Regions from separate parts of the Mus musculus genome. Here regions 2 and 3 are each linked to region 1. A link is a contact called in public HiChIP or PLAC-seq data. All regions are on one chromosome and are shown on one strand. Each heading gives the region's core, a stretch centred on a gene start, on an enhancer-like site or on the middle of the called end of the contact. The rest is flanking DNA. Distances are from core to core; before and after follow the strand shown.

Evidence for each region. HiChIP or PLAC-seq counts read pairs in DNA pulled down with a chosen protein or histone mark.
Region 2: a contact with region 1 is called in an H3K27ac HiChIP or PLAC-seq map of regulatory T cell precursor, with 3 times the contacts expected there. The contact joins two enhancer-like sites. A contact is called at or near these places in 5 of 39 promoter capture datasets (the 3T3-L1 cell line, hippocampal neurons, liver and 2 more), 3 of 484 Hi-C or Micro-C datasets (memory CD8 T cells and natural killer cells), 7 of 115 datasets of contacts at active chromatin or transcription factors (CD8 T cells, effector CD8 T cells, memory CD8 T cells and 3 more) and 2 of 9 other capture datasets (liver and pancreatic islet).
Region 3: an H3K4me3 HiChIP or PLAC-seq map of embryonic stem cells shows a contact between it and region 1, with 13 read pairs. The contact joins the promoter of Crebzf here to the enhancer-like site in region 1. A contact is called at or near these places in 9 of 39 promoter capture datasets (3T3-L1-derived adipocytes, the C10 cell line, cranial neural crest and 4 more), 1 of 15 datasets of contacts at CTCF or cohesin (the NIH/3T3 cell line), 7 of 484 Hi-C or Micro-C datasets (the AML12 cell line, bone marrow-derived macrophages, conventional dendritic cells and 3 more), 31 of 115 datasets of contacts at active chromatin or transcription factors (the 230-238 cell line, CD8 T cells, the NIH/3T3 cell line and 22 more) and 1 of 9 other capture datasets (adipose tissue).

Annotation. Positions count from the first base shown.
Region 1 is chr7:90,005,624-90,010,212 of GRCm38.p6, forward strand. No RefSeq gene overlaps it. Among named protein-coding and RNA genes, the nearest start is that of E230029C05Rik, 21 kb to the right of the region's middle. Within about 2 kb of position 1,583, at least 48 of the 459 cell types and tissues checked have an H3K27ac peak or open chromatin away from gene starts, as enhancers often do. A contact at or near this core is called in CD8 T cells, differentiating embryonic stem cells, effector CD8 T cells and 7 more, where this site is marked.
Region 2 is chr7:90,338,811-90,343,097 of GRCm38.p6, forward strand. The region is part of intron 1 of Sytl2 (synaptotagmin-like 2); the gene reads left to right. Among named protein-coding and RNA genes, the nearest start is that of Sytl2, 39 kb to the left of the region's middle. Within about 2 kb of position 2,946, at least 46 of the 459 cell types and tissues checked have an H3K27ac peak or open chromatin away from gene starts, as enhancers often do. A contact at or near this core is called in CD8 T cells, memory CD8 T cells, regulatory T cells and 2 more, where this site is marked.
Region 3 is chr7:90,440,861-90,445,329 of GRCm38.p6, forward strand. Crebzf (CREB/ATF bZIP transcription factor) reads left to right here and starts at 1,921. Exons shown (of 1, transcript NM_145151.3): 1 at 1,921-4,469. The coding sequence starts at 2,155. The coding sequence ends at 3,231.

The DNA.
Region 1 (4,589 bases), core at 333-2,832:
AAGTTGATTGCATTTCTTGAAGATAACAGCATAGCTAGTGTTATATCAGATTGGGAGTTAAAAAACATAAATCACATTGAGGTTTGAGTGTTCTGTACATAGGCTGTGGGTTTCCAATGTTTCAGTCTGCTTAGACTGAGAATATCTAGGACAGTGCAATTATAAATGATATCTGGTGGCCAGGGTGTGGCACTTGCCTTCAGTCCCAACAATGGGGAAATGGAAGCAGACGGATCTCTGAATTAAAGGCCAGCCTGGTCTCCAGAGTGAGTTTCTGGCCAACCAAGATACATAGTGAGACTCTGTCTCAAAGAAAAGGAAGAGAAAGCAAAGAGAGAAAAGAGAAGAGCGAAAGTATCCAGAACTAGGATCCAAGGTAAGAGCCAGAGGCACAATGGACCAGAGGAGGCTGGTGGAAGGCTGTCACAGGTGAGCCACCAGAAAGATTACTGATATCACCAACAACGATGAGCAAAGTAAAGGACATCTGAAAAATCAGAGCTTGAGTGGCATAGGGCATTGTGAGCCTTCATGATCCATCTGTTAATTTAACCCAGTTACTCATGTAGTCTACCAATCAAACTCATTAACATTTTTTAAACATTTGTATATTTGTGCATGTGTGTGTGTGACTGTATGTCCACGTGTGTGTGGCACACATGTTTGTGGAGGTATGTGAGCCTGTGCATGAGTGCAGAGGACAGAAGAGGGCAGGACTTAATCTATCACTCTCTGCCTATTTCTTGGAGACAAGATATCTCCCTGATCTTGAGACTCACATTTTATTGGTGTGGCCGGAAGCCAATGGTGAGCCTCCTGTTTCTACCTCTGTTGGAGCTGGGGTTGGAATTCATGGGACACTTATTATGTGGGTCCTAGGAACCAAAACTCTAGTCATTAAGATTGTATAGGAAGTGCTCCTAACCACTGGGCCCTCTCTCTAACCCCATGAGCTCTTTAATGATACTGTATATTTCTAAATGTATTGGGAATTGAACCTTAGGCCTTACATACACTAGTCAAGGGCTTTCCCATCAAAGTCTATATCCCCAGCTCTCTTATTACATTTTATGTTGAGACAGAGTTTTACTAAGTTGTGCAGGCTGTGCTTGAACTCACTCTGTAGTGCAGGCAGGCCTTGAACTTGTGAACCGAAAGTCCCAAACTCCTAAGCAGCTGGAATAGAAGGCCTACAATACCAGTTCTGCCTAATCTGTTTCTATTTTAAGTGTCTTAGCAAGAGGTAAGCAAGGCTAGCTTCATGTGCTAGTATCAAGAATGTGAGAGGGGAAGAGATACTTTTTTCAGATGAGTACCTCTTAGGATTTTATAGAAAGAGTCTGTTAAACAAACCTCCAGATGCCTGACCTACTGTAGGCAGAGGGGTCCTGAACCAGCGGGCTGCAGCTGCTACTTTCCCAAATCCACTAATCTTGCTCTGGGCTTTCATAGCCTTCCTCCTTAAAAACCTTTATTGCGACAATTTTCTAAGTTCTTTAAAGAATTTCTTTGAACAGACTTAGGCAGGGAGCATCTCTTCAGCCTGCCTTAGAGGACGGTTGAGCTCTGTTACTCATTGTTTGAGAGAGAATTCCTGCATAATAATGGTTCTGACTAATTTGAGCAAGATAGGGCAGGCCTTACAGAGGACTGAAACCTCTGTAAAACTTCCGTGTGAAATGTGAGATGTAGGTGGGGACACTTACTTCAGCCCTCTCTACCCACCGAAGACAACCCGGGTGTAAGATCGATATCTTAGATAAGAGATGAGTGAGCTGGGGTTCCCCAGCCAGAGCATCAGAGAAGAGCAAAGCAAAGAAGATGAAGAAACCTTGTGGGTGACACCAAATCTCTCACCCAGCCCTCTCACTGCATTGGGCATTCCCCAAGAGAAAGGCCCTTTTTTACAGACTAAGCCCTGTGGGCTAAACCCTTGCTGCCCTTGAGGGGATGGGGAGGTCCAGCTTTTTCTGATTAAGATGCAGAGGCCTCAGTGACTAAAGAAGGAAAAGGTGATGTCCTGGAGCTGTGATGTGTGGCAGTGTGATGTCATGGCAGTCAGTCCCACCATGAACTCAGGAGAGGAGCTAAAAGTCCCCAAGAGAGAAGAGGGAGACATAGGAGGTCTAGAGTATTAGAATCACTTAGAAACTTGATAGAACATTCAATGCCAGAGTAAGGAGAGGAAGGTACGTCTCTTTTTCTTTTTTTCTTTCTTTTTTTTTAATTAGGTATTTTCCTCGTTTACATTTTCAATGCTATCCCAAAGGTCTCCCATACCCACCCCCCCAATCCCCTACCCACTCACTCCCCCTTTTTGGCCCTGGCGTTCCCCTGTACTGGGGCATATAAAGTTTGCAAGTCCAATGGGCCTCTCTTTGCAGTGATGGCCAACTAGGCCATCTTTTGATACATATGCAGCTAAAGACAAGAGCTCCCGGGTACTGGTTAGTTCATATTGTTGTTCCACCTATAGGGTTGCAGTTCCCTTTAGCTCCTTGGGTAATTTCTCTAGCTCCTCCATGGGGGGCCGTGTGACCCATCCAATAGCTGACTGTGACGTCTCTTTCTCTGATTTTCTTTCCTTACATCTTATTGCACTGTATGTAAGTACTGATGAATATCTCCAGTGACAGTAGTTTTTGTATCACTATGTTTGACAGTACTTTATGAAATTTAAAGCTACAACAACGACAAAGGAAGTAAGAATAGAGAATAGCATGTTGAGGGTTACAAATGTAGACACTGGTTTAAACAATACATACATTCAGCTTATTTAATATGAATAATCTGCAGTTTTATTATTCTCATTTTATAAGGACAAAACTTGAGTCTTAGGGAAATAAGATTAAATAACTCATATTACTATTAACTCATTAACCATTTGCTGTCACGAGTTGGGGAAAAAACGCTACCAAGGTCAAAGAATAACTCTGATGCCCCAAGTGCCTATTCCCTGGAAGTGTACTGATGTAGCCCCCTTCATCTCAGGTCCAGAGAACCTGCCAGGAGGGCCTTCCTGTCTACCATCTCTGCTTCTCTGTTTTCTACTGATGCACCCAGAGATATTCCCTGGTTCTGGAGTTTGAAACCGGGGCTCAGGGCTTCTTTCTCCATGTCATTCCTCTGTTTGAGGTGATTGCTCACACTGAAGGAGTGGTGGGTCCTAAGAAAGTGCAGTTAATAGTTGCAGTTCTTGCTAGTCTACTGATCCTGCTGTTGGACTTCAACAGCACCCCTCCTGCCATTTAAACGTTCATTAATTAATACTTTCTTAAAGAATGTTGTTGTGGGGGTGGAGAAATGGCTCAGCAGTTAAGAACACTGACTGCTCTTCTGAAGGTCCTGAGTTCAAATCCCAGCAACCACATGGTGACTTACAACCATCCATAATGACATCTGACACTCTCCTCTGGTGTGTCTGAAGACAGCCTCAGTGTACTTACATATAATAATAAATAAATCTTAAAAAAAAAAAAAGGTGGGCATGGTGGCACACGCCTTTAATCCCAGCACACAGGAGGCAGAGGCAGGCGGATTTCTGAGTTTGAGGCCAGCCTGGTCTACAGAGTGAGTTCCAGGACAGCCAGGGCTACACAGAGAAACCCTGTCTCGGAAAAAAAAGATAACACAGTAATAACGTTGTGATGCGTGTGGTGATACAAACCTTCAATCTCAACACTTGTGAGGCAGAAGCTGGTGGTTCTCTGAATTCAAAGCCAGCCTGGTCTACATATTGACCTGCAGGCAAGCCAAGGCTACCTTACCTTAAACAAACAAAACAAAACAACAATAAAAACATTTTGTCAAAGGCCTTGAAGAACCTTCTTTCCATCCAGAATTAGGAGACTTTTGAATTGTTCCTCTGTTTGGTCAAAGAGAATTGCTATTCATTAGTGTTCAATATCTGTTTCAGGGCAAAATCAGCATATTTGATGCCATTATCATTTTGAGGAAAATCCTAAACAGCTTGTACCCTGGGTTTTGGGGTATATCCACTGCTTTGGACTGTTCACTGCTTTCCATGGGTTCTTCACCAAGCCTTCAAGGTATACAGACAAGATTTCATTCTATAGACTGATAATATCTACACTGCTAACACATAAGAAACTGATCCAAGCCAGGCATGGTGGTGCATGCCCATAATTCCATCACTCATGGTGGCTGAGACAGGAGGATCACAAGTTCCAAGTTAACCAAAGCTATACAGCAAGATCCTGTCTGAAAAAAAAATTAACAAGGAAACAAACAGATGTAAAACCAGGATAGAGAGCATACTGTGCCAACTGGGCAAAGAAAGATCCAGCACTGACTCTGCAAGTTTGAATCACTCAGAATCATCCTTCCGACACCATGCGTTAGTTAGCTCAGCCACTGATGCAGAGTGTGTGGGTGCTTGGGAGAAGTTGCCTACACCGTACAGAACATGGTCTATATCATATAACCAAGCCTCTTGTTCCTGAGGTGGGTGTATAACTACTTTACTCTAATCCTCATATCTACCCAGAATGTGTATGGAGTTATGTGGATGTTTTCTCAAGACATCTGGCCTACTTGTAGCACATCCCAATAATTTTGGAATCTGATCT
Region 2 (4,287 bases), core at 1,696-4,195, 330 kb after region 1:
ACCTGCACAGTTCTCACGATGGATGCGGCTTATTTTCAAGTGTATGAGGAAGTCAGGTGCAAGTCATAAGACTTGGCTGCAGTCCCAGGCACCATCTTGGGATTGCTGCCACACCCGCTCCTCACAATTCTGCATCAGGGAAGCTCTAGGGGAAATGTTTGAGTGGTGGTATAGCTGGATCAGAGTGATGGCTTCTGGGTCTGGAGCTATTGAATTATTCAATAATCCAAGACTGATGGAGAAGGGGGCTGGAAGTAGAAGTGGAAAGAGACTGCCAAGGTTCTGTCAGCTGGACCAGGGACGACTAAACAAGGAGAAAAAAGTGTCCAGGTCGCCATCCACAGTTACGTTGGAGGATGTATTTGTTCAGAGGAGTGCTGGAGAGGTAGAATCCTTAGCCAGAATGTGTGAGGCGCTGGGTTTTATCCACACTTCTACAAAACAAAGCACAACAGCAACAACAACAACAACAAAACATTAAGCAGAAAACAAAATGAAAGTGTAGGGGCCTGGCTAGCAAACCAGGGATTCAGAGATGTCAAAGGGTGAATGGAACTGAGTTCCTCCTGGGAGCTCCTCCTGGGAGTTCTGTGGAAAATGTTTCCTAGCTTTTGCAGCTTTTAGAAGATATGCCCCTGACCTCTTCCTCCAACTTCAAAATACACCATTCTAACTGAGTTCTTCAAGGTATCCTCCCCTCTTCTCATAAAGACCTCATGGTTATGTTGGCTCTACCTAGATAATCTAACACAGATAATCTCCCTATGGCAAGATCCTCCATCTCGTTTCCAAAGTTCTTTTTACTACACAAGGCAATATACTTATAGTTTCTAGGAAACAGCACATGGTGATATTTGGGAGATCATCGTCCTGCCTATTACAGAGTCATGAATTCATATGTGGAATATAAGTTATAAACAATTTTATAATTCTCTTATATTTTATATGCCCCTTATAATCCAGCTTGGCTTGTGTGTGTGTGTGTGTGCGCGTGCGTGTGTGTGCGTGTGCGTGTGTGTGTGTGTGTGTGTGTGTGTGTGTGTGTATCTTTGAATCGACTTGATTTTCCTCTTTGCCCTCTCTTCCCCTGTCCTTCAATTAAGCAACAAATGAGGTATCAGCTATGTGTCAAGCACCATGCTAGGTGCTGGTACACACAGCACAGTAATAATGCACAGTACTGAAAAAAAAAAAAAGAGTTAGAAGCAGATGGAGAAGTTAGTGTAGACAGAGACCAAGGTGTCACACTCTTGACTTACGGCATGCTAGAACTGGGGTCAAAGCCCAACTGGGAAAACAGAGAAATGTTGAATTTTAAGGATGGGATCCTCTCACCCACCTCTCTCTTACCCACACCTCAAATTTAGAAGACTGTTTAAAAAATCTCTTCAAAGACCTCAGTGGTGGGGTCTGCATGGGTATGCCCATAGGAACCTGTGATTTACTTGCTAAAATGGGGTGGGAATGTAGGGGAAGGAGGAGAGTCGCCTGAGGTAAGAGGAAAAACAGGGGCAGTCACACTTCACTCTCAAGGCAACATGGACAGGTGGAGAGCTAGTGGGATGCCGAGCCTTCTTGTGAAGGGGTGCTTATAGGGCACTCACTATGCCCAACATGCCATCCTTGTGATAACCCTGTCCAGTATGTTCTGCTACCCACACAACACAGACCAGGGGACTAATCCTTAGGGGAGTCTCCAAAGACTCATAGAAGATCAGTCTTCTTCCAAGGGTTTTTGACTTAAAAGCAACAGCCCTTTATGTCAAGGGCATTGGGAATGATCATGGCAAACACTGGATTTCAAAAGAATCCATTTAGAAGATAAAGAGGATGGAGGAAGGTCTTGCCCATTTTAGGAACTGATGTATCTTTGAAAGCATGGTTCGGGCAGAGCAGAGATACAAGTGGGTATACGAAGAGGGAGAGAAGCCTGAGGTGCCCTAGGGTGCCATAGATTTTGAGACAAAGATGCTGAGTGTTGCTGCTGTACTGGCAAAGTCTTTAGTACCTCCTTAAAATTTGTGCCCTAAGGTGTACGTCACTCCTATGGAGACATTCGTTCTCAGGTGTATGGTGCTGAACTCAGTGATATGACTTCATGGTTTGTGGCCTAGGTAGCTTCCTTGCTTTGTCCCTAAATACTAGATTCGAGCAGTTTAGATAGGGGAGAAGATCAATTAATTCAGTGGTCTCATCTTTCGCTCTACATTATTGTCACCTGGAACCTGCAATGAAAACCTCCCAGATAGGGGTCCTACCACGGACCTGTTACAGGAGAATAACTTGGGGTAGGTAGGAATAGGGAAAGAGAATTTTAAAATTAGGATACAGAGTAATGGGTCTGGCTGTTAGAATTTTATGTGTCTTATTGTACAGTGTTCTGATTTATTCCCCTCTCTGTTACCCACTTCCATTTCTCCTGAGCATTCCTGAGAGGACCCTGCCTTCTTCCAGATAGGAGAGCTGGGAAATTTCAAAGGTTTTCAGGTGATCTAGTAGCTAGCTTTGGAAACCCCCCAAGTGACCACATCTGGAGAGAGTTTCTCACCTCCAGCCTGGCTGGGGATGTGCATAACTCTACAAAAATGAAGCTTTTAAAACTAAGCTAGCGACAGCTCCGGTTGAGTTAACTTTATGTTTCTGGGTTTAATTCCAGTCTAGTTAATGAATCAGCTGGTCCCTCCACTCTTCGCCTTTAACTATGAAACCTAGAAAAATAATTAAATCTAGGGTTGGTCTGTAATTCCTGCTCGCTACCAGTGTGCAGGTTTCAGGCATGCTGTGAAACGCAGCACATCTCATCTAGTTATCTGCATTTCCACTGAAACAGGATCCGCCCTGTAAGACATTTTCTTTGAGAGTTCTGGCTCTGATGTCAGGCAGCTGTGCCACCTGAAGCACTCGGCTAACTTTTCCTCTTTGTCTTCGTTTTCTCGTCTGAACAAAGGACCAGTGAGGCTTCTCTGATGCAGCTGTTACTGTGGGTGTGGGATGTGAGCTCACTCTCACCACAGCTGACAAACAACTGGTATAGAAAGGAATCTGTTCAACTCTTGATAATTGTGGAACTCTTTAGCCAGTCACCGGCCATTTCTGACCTACTGGGAATCTTCTATAGCGACCCCAGACACGGTCAGGCAGAACAGCACCGTGGGTGGGGACAGCTTAGAAAATGCACACTTCTGCACATCAATACCTGCTGTTGAGCTGGATGCTCTGAGCGTGATCCCTGGGACCCACATGCTGGAAGGAGAGACCTGACTCTCACAGGTTGTCTTCTGATCTCCACGTGTGTGCCTCGGAGTGCTCATGTTCGTCCACATGCATGCACACCACGCTGTTTAAAAATATAAACTCTATCATCTTCGAACTGAACTAGGAGTACTGGGAGGTACAGCAGGAGCTGAATCTAATAGTCACACTGAGGCTCGAGAACTAGAGCACCAACGGTATAAACTGCTCACTGAAAAGATCTCCAAATAAAAGCCAAACAAGTACCCAACCCAGCAGGTACACAGACGTCAACATAGAAACGAGTCCTGCAACTCCTCTAAAAGATCATTGCTCCTTCACAATAAATTTAAAAATATAAAAGTGGGTAAGACTCCAGATAAGGAACCTAGAAGTTTACACATGAAAACAGCCCAGAGGTTGCAAACAGTATAATGAAGCCAATCCAGAGCCTGCAGAAGAAAGCTGGAGAGAAAGGCAGCAACATGAATGCAAATGGGACAGTGGAATGTACGTGGTTCTGGAGGGCAGGGAGAAAGGAAGCCTATAGGTAGAATTGACAAGTTAGTTCCACCCTGGTGTAAGTGTTGGCCTTCATGCGTGCACATGGGTGTGGTGTAGAGTATTTAGGGGAGGCCTTTCTGCTGGGAGAGAGACAGGCAGATTCTGATTCTGTTCACCCCACCGTCAGCTTTCCCTGCAGTACCTGTGGGTTGTTCCGTTCATCCTTCAATGCCACTGTGATTTAGGAAGGGTATGAGGTCGTTAGCTTTGCATGATGGGGTGTGTAAGTGCTACTAGCAGGGATGAGGGGCGCATTGACCTGAGCTCTTCTGATTTTATTTTTATTATACTTTTGGTCAAGCACCATTCTCTCTAACTAAGACATGTTTGTGTTTGTCCTTCTTCTATTGCCCAGTGGGGGTTTCCCTTCTTTTGAGTTTTCTTCCTTAAAGTCATGGGACTGTCAGAACAATTTGCTTTTGTTCTGAAAAAAAAAAAAAAAAAAAAAAAACCTCATCATGTGAGAGCCACTGCTGACCTGCGTTTCCCTCC
Region 3 (4,469 bases), core at 671-3,170, 440 kb after region 1:
TAATGTTTGAATAAGCCAATAGTGTGTCACTATGCTGAATTCCACACCCCTAAGCCCCTTACCCCATAAAAACCCCTAGCTTTCAAGCCTCGTGGCCGACATCTGTTATCTCCTGTGTGAGATACATGTCGGTCCAGAGCTCCGTAATTAAACGTCCTCATGTATTTACATCAAGATGATGGTCCTTCGTGATTTTTTGGGTGCACACCGAATCGGGAATTGGGTGGGGGTTTCCCCACTAGGTCTAACACTGTCAGTGTCAGAGTGGGCTTTGAGACACTCCAGCCTGCCTGGGGAACTCGGAGTTCCTTCCATAGAGGAAATGGACCCTGCCTGGATTCTGCTCTGCTTCTGTGATGATAATGGACTGAACCTCTGAAAGTGTAAGCCAGCCCCAGTTAAATGTTGTCCTTATAAGAGTTGCCTTGGAGCTGGGCGGTGGTGGTGCATGCCTTTAATCCCAGCACTCAGGAGGCAGAGACAGGCCAGCCTGGTCTACAAAGTGAGTTTCAGGACAGCCAGGGCTATACAGAGAAACCTTGTCTTGAAAAACAAAACAAAACAAAACAAAACAAAACAAAACAAAACAAAACAAAACAAGAGTTGCCTTGGTCATGCTGTCCCTTCACAGCAATGGAAACCCTAATTAAGACATTTGTCTTTATGGAAGATGTCATGCATACTTTTACACAGAGTTTCATGGTGGTCAGGTCATATTGCTGCATACTCTCGATTATCAGCAGGAAACTCTTCCACCAAACTGTGCTTTGCTTAAAAATGCCTAAAATTGGGCTGGTGAGATGGCTCAGTGGGTAAGAGCACCCAACTGCTCTTCCGAAGGTCAGGAGTTCAAATCCCAGCAACCACATGGTGGCTCACAACCATCCGTAATGAGATCTGACTCCCTCTTCTGGAGTGTCTGAGGACAGCTACAGTGTACTTACATATAATAAATAATAAATAAATCTAAAAAAATAAAATAAAATAAAATGATTTAAAAAAAATGCCTAAAATTAAGAACTCTGGGATCATACTCTTGAAGTTTGAATCAACACTGGCTACTCAGTGTGTTAAACTGAATTACATTACTTTGTTTGTCCTGGTGGTTGCAGAAGCCCCCCCCCCCCCCCCCCCCCCCCCCCCCCCCCCCCCCCCCCCCCGCACTATTGGCCCAATGTGTAGTGAGGCTTAAAAGAATTCGTTACATCAGTGCTATGTGCATGAACTCATTGAATAAAAAGTGAAGTGTTTTGTTCAAGACTTGGTCTTTTCAAAAAGCTGGTATTTTAAAAACGGAAAAAGCCTAAGTAACTACCATGACTTGACAAAAGAAAAAAAAAGCAGAAAACAAACAGCAAAACAAGAGACCAGTAAACAAACCAACCACCCACTCTTGGCAAAGGAGCTAATTCTGCAAGTGACCCTTATTGCAAAAACAAATGATAAATAAAAATGATGTAATAATGACAATAATAGCAGTAATAGTATTATGAAAGATCATTTTCTGAGACTAAGGACCTCTGAATGTCGCCTGGGGAGTTAGTGTCAGTACGTGACTGCGTTCCCCAGAATTTGGTAACACTTCTGATTTAAAGTCTTTTGTTTTAACGGGGACTATTTCCTTATGCGTGCTGTTTTTTGCTTGCAGTTTAGAGAGAAACAGCAAAAATAAAAGCGTTCACAAAAACAGTTTTTTTTTAATATAGCTACGTCAAATATGTCTAGATGTCATATTGGATCGAGGAGAGTGGTACCGGGTAGTACCGATGAGTGGGGGGGGGGTGGAAACTAGGTTTTATTGTGTTTTGCCTGCTGCTCCTATGACATCACCGCAAAGCCGAAGTTACTGCACCTCGAAAGCACTCGGAATCTCGCGATACTCTGGCTGGAGCGAAGCGCGTTTTTGTGGGCGGGGTGGGCAGAGAGTAACTTCCGGCCAGGCCGCTGTCTGGGTGGCGCGGCCGAGTCCTCCCCCGGGCCTCGCCGCTTCGCGCTTCCACTGCCTTCCCCCCGCCTCGTGCGGGGGGTTGGGCGGCCGCCGGAGGCCACTCGGACCTTGCCCCGCGCCTGCGGTCGGCCCGGCGCCGTGGCTCTGCGCGCTGGGGGCCCGGGGTCGGAGTGGCTGCGGCCTACCCGGGCCCGCCGCTCAGCCCCATGAGGCACAGCCTGACCAAGCTGCTGGCAGCCTCGGGCCGCGACTTCCCGAGCCGCCGCGACAGCCGGGAGCCGCCCGCCACGCGCGCGCCGCCCCGGGAGCCGAGCGGGGCAGCCGCGGGGGCGGAGACCCCGAGGCCCGGATCGCCTGACCGCGAGCAACCTCACGGGGACGGGGACGGGGGCGAGCCGGAGGCCCGGAGCGGGAGCCGCGGCAGCGTGGCCGTGCGCGCGCCCGCGCCCTCGCCCCTGAAGATGGAGGAGGAGGAGGAGGACGCGATCGCCATGGTCCCCAAGGAAGAGCCGGAGGACATGGACTTTCTCTCCGGGCTGGAGCTGGCCGATCTGCTGGACCCTCGGCAACCGGACTGGCACCTGGAGCCCGGGCTCAGCTCGCCCGGGCCCCTGTCCTCGTCCGGCGGAGGCTCGGAGAGCGGCGGCCTGTTGAGGGGGGACGACGACGACGACACCGCGGCCGCCGAGATGCAGCGCTTCTCCGACTTGCTGCAGAGGCTGTTGAACGGCATCGGAGGCTGCAGCAGCGGCGGTGACCGCGGCGGCGGGGAGAAGAGGCGGAGAAAGTCCCCGGGAGCAGGAGGCGGTGGCGCCAACGACGGCAACCAGGCGGCGACCAAGAGTCCCCGGAAGGCGGCGGCGGCCGCTGCCCGTCTTAATCGGCTCAAGAAGAAGGAGTACGTGATGGGGCTGGAGAGTCGGGTCCGGGGACTGGCAGCCGAGAACCAGGAGCTGCGGGCCGAGAATCGGGAGCTGGGCAAGCGCGTGCAAGCACTGCAGGAGGAGAGTCGCTACCTACGGGCCGTCCTGGCCAACGAGACCGGACTAGCTCGCCTGCTGAGCCGACTGAGCGGCGTGGGACTGCGGCTGACCACCTCCCTCTTCAGAGACTCGCCCGCCGGCGACCACGACTACGCCCTGCCGGTGGGGAAGCAGCCGCCGGAGCCGCGGGAAGAGGACGACGCGGCGGGAGGAGTGTGTCTCCATGTGGACAAGGATAAGGTGTCGGTGGAGTTCTGCTCGGCGTGCGCTCGGAAGGCGTCGTCGTCTCTTAAAATGTAGGGTCAAGTAATCTGCTCTTTATCCGCGTTTACCCCTTTCTCCTCCCTTACACCATGTCAAACACCTTAGTGGGACATCGTCACCGGACGCATTTCAGAGGCGGAAAAAAAAGTAATATTAAATCTTTTAAGTGTTTAGCTAAAAGCATGAATGTGACACTGTAACCAACTCCTAATGATAACCTGTGACTATTAAATCTCTCTGACAGTTTCTTTTTTAGGTGATTTCCTTCCTGCCAGGCTCCGTTGTAGGGGTTACAGAGCAGTCGTTCCCGCCTCACAACCTGGTAAGGATCCATCTCTTCCCGTAACGCTCATGCTCGGCTGCTTAGGCTACTTTAATGGGCAGACATCTCAATGTGTGTGTGTGTGTGATATCTTTTTCTGTTTGTTTTTCTTTTTGAAAGGTGGTGGGAGGGGAATCTTAATTTGGGCCTTGTCCACCCTGGAAACAGACTTGTGCTGGTCATTAATGTACTTAAGTTGCTTCTGGTTGAAATAGCTGTTAAATGTGTCCCCTTGTTCAGAGTTGCGTGTACCTAGCTCTTCTGTCCCCAGTGTGGACATGGCCTTGGATGACATCGGTTCCAACTGTACACAGAAACCTGCTAATAGAGATACAGTTTGGAGACAGTCAAACAGGTGAAGTTGAATGGAAGTTCCGAGTTGTACAAGGTGCAAATTGGAATTCCAATTGTAGAGCAACTTTTCAGAGGTTGACAATAAGTATTGAGGCATGCGCAAATGTGGTATTTTTCTGGAGATGACAAGTCTCCTAAAATACTTAATGAATGCCTTATAGTTTTCAGTAGAAAATGCAGAAATACAGTCTATTTAAAGACCCTAATAGTTCACCACTTGAGAAGTTGGAAATTAACATACCCATCAGATTTCTGTGTTTTAATTAGAAGACGATAAATGAAATGTTTCTTTGAGGACCAGCACAGTAATTACTAATCAATGAGTATGAAGAAATTGTTGAAAGTATTTATTTTTGTTGTATTAAAATTTAGGCTAAATTTCTGTATGATTAGATATTGAAGGTTGTGAAATGTGAATGAAAACATGTAAAGTGAGGCTTCACAAAGAATCTTTTCTCCATATTTCTAAAACTTTTGTCCTATTTAAAAATACTTGTTTAAATTAATGAAATGATCGATACTGTTTTTCCAAAGACGGAAAAGTCTTTCCTTAAAATACTGTTTTTTTGTCCACTTGTCTTAAGTGTGTGTTCTGATG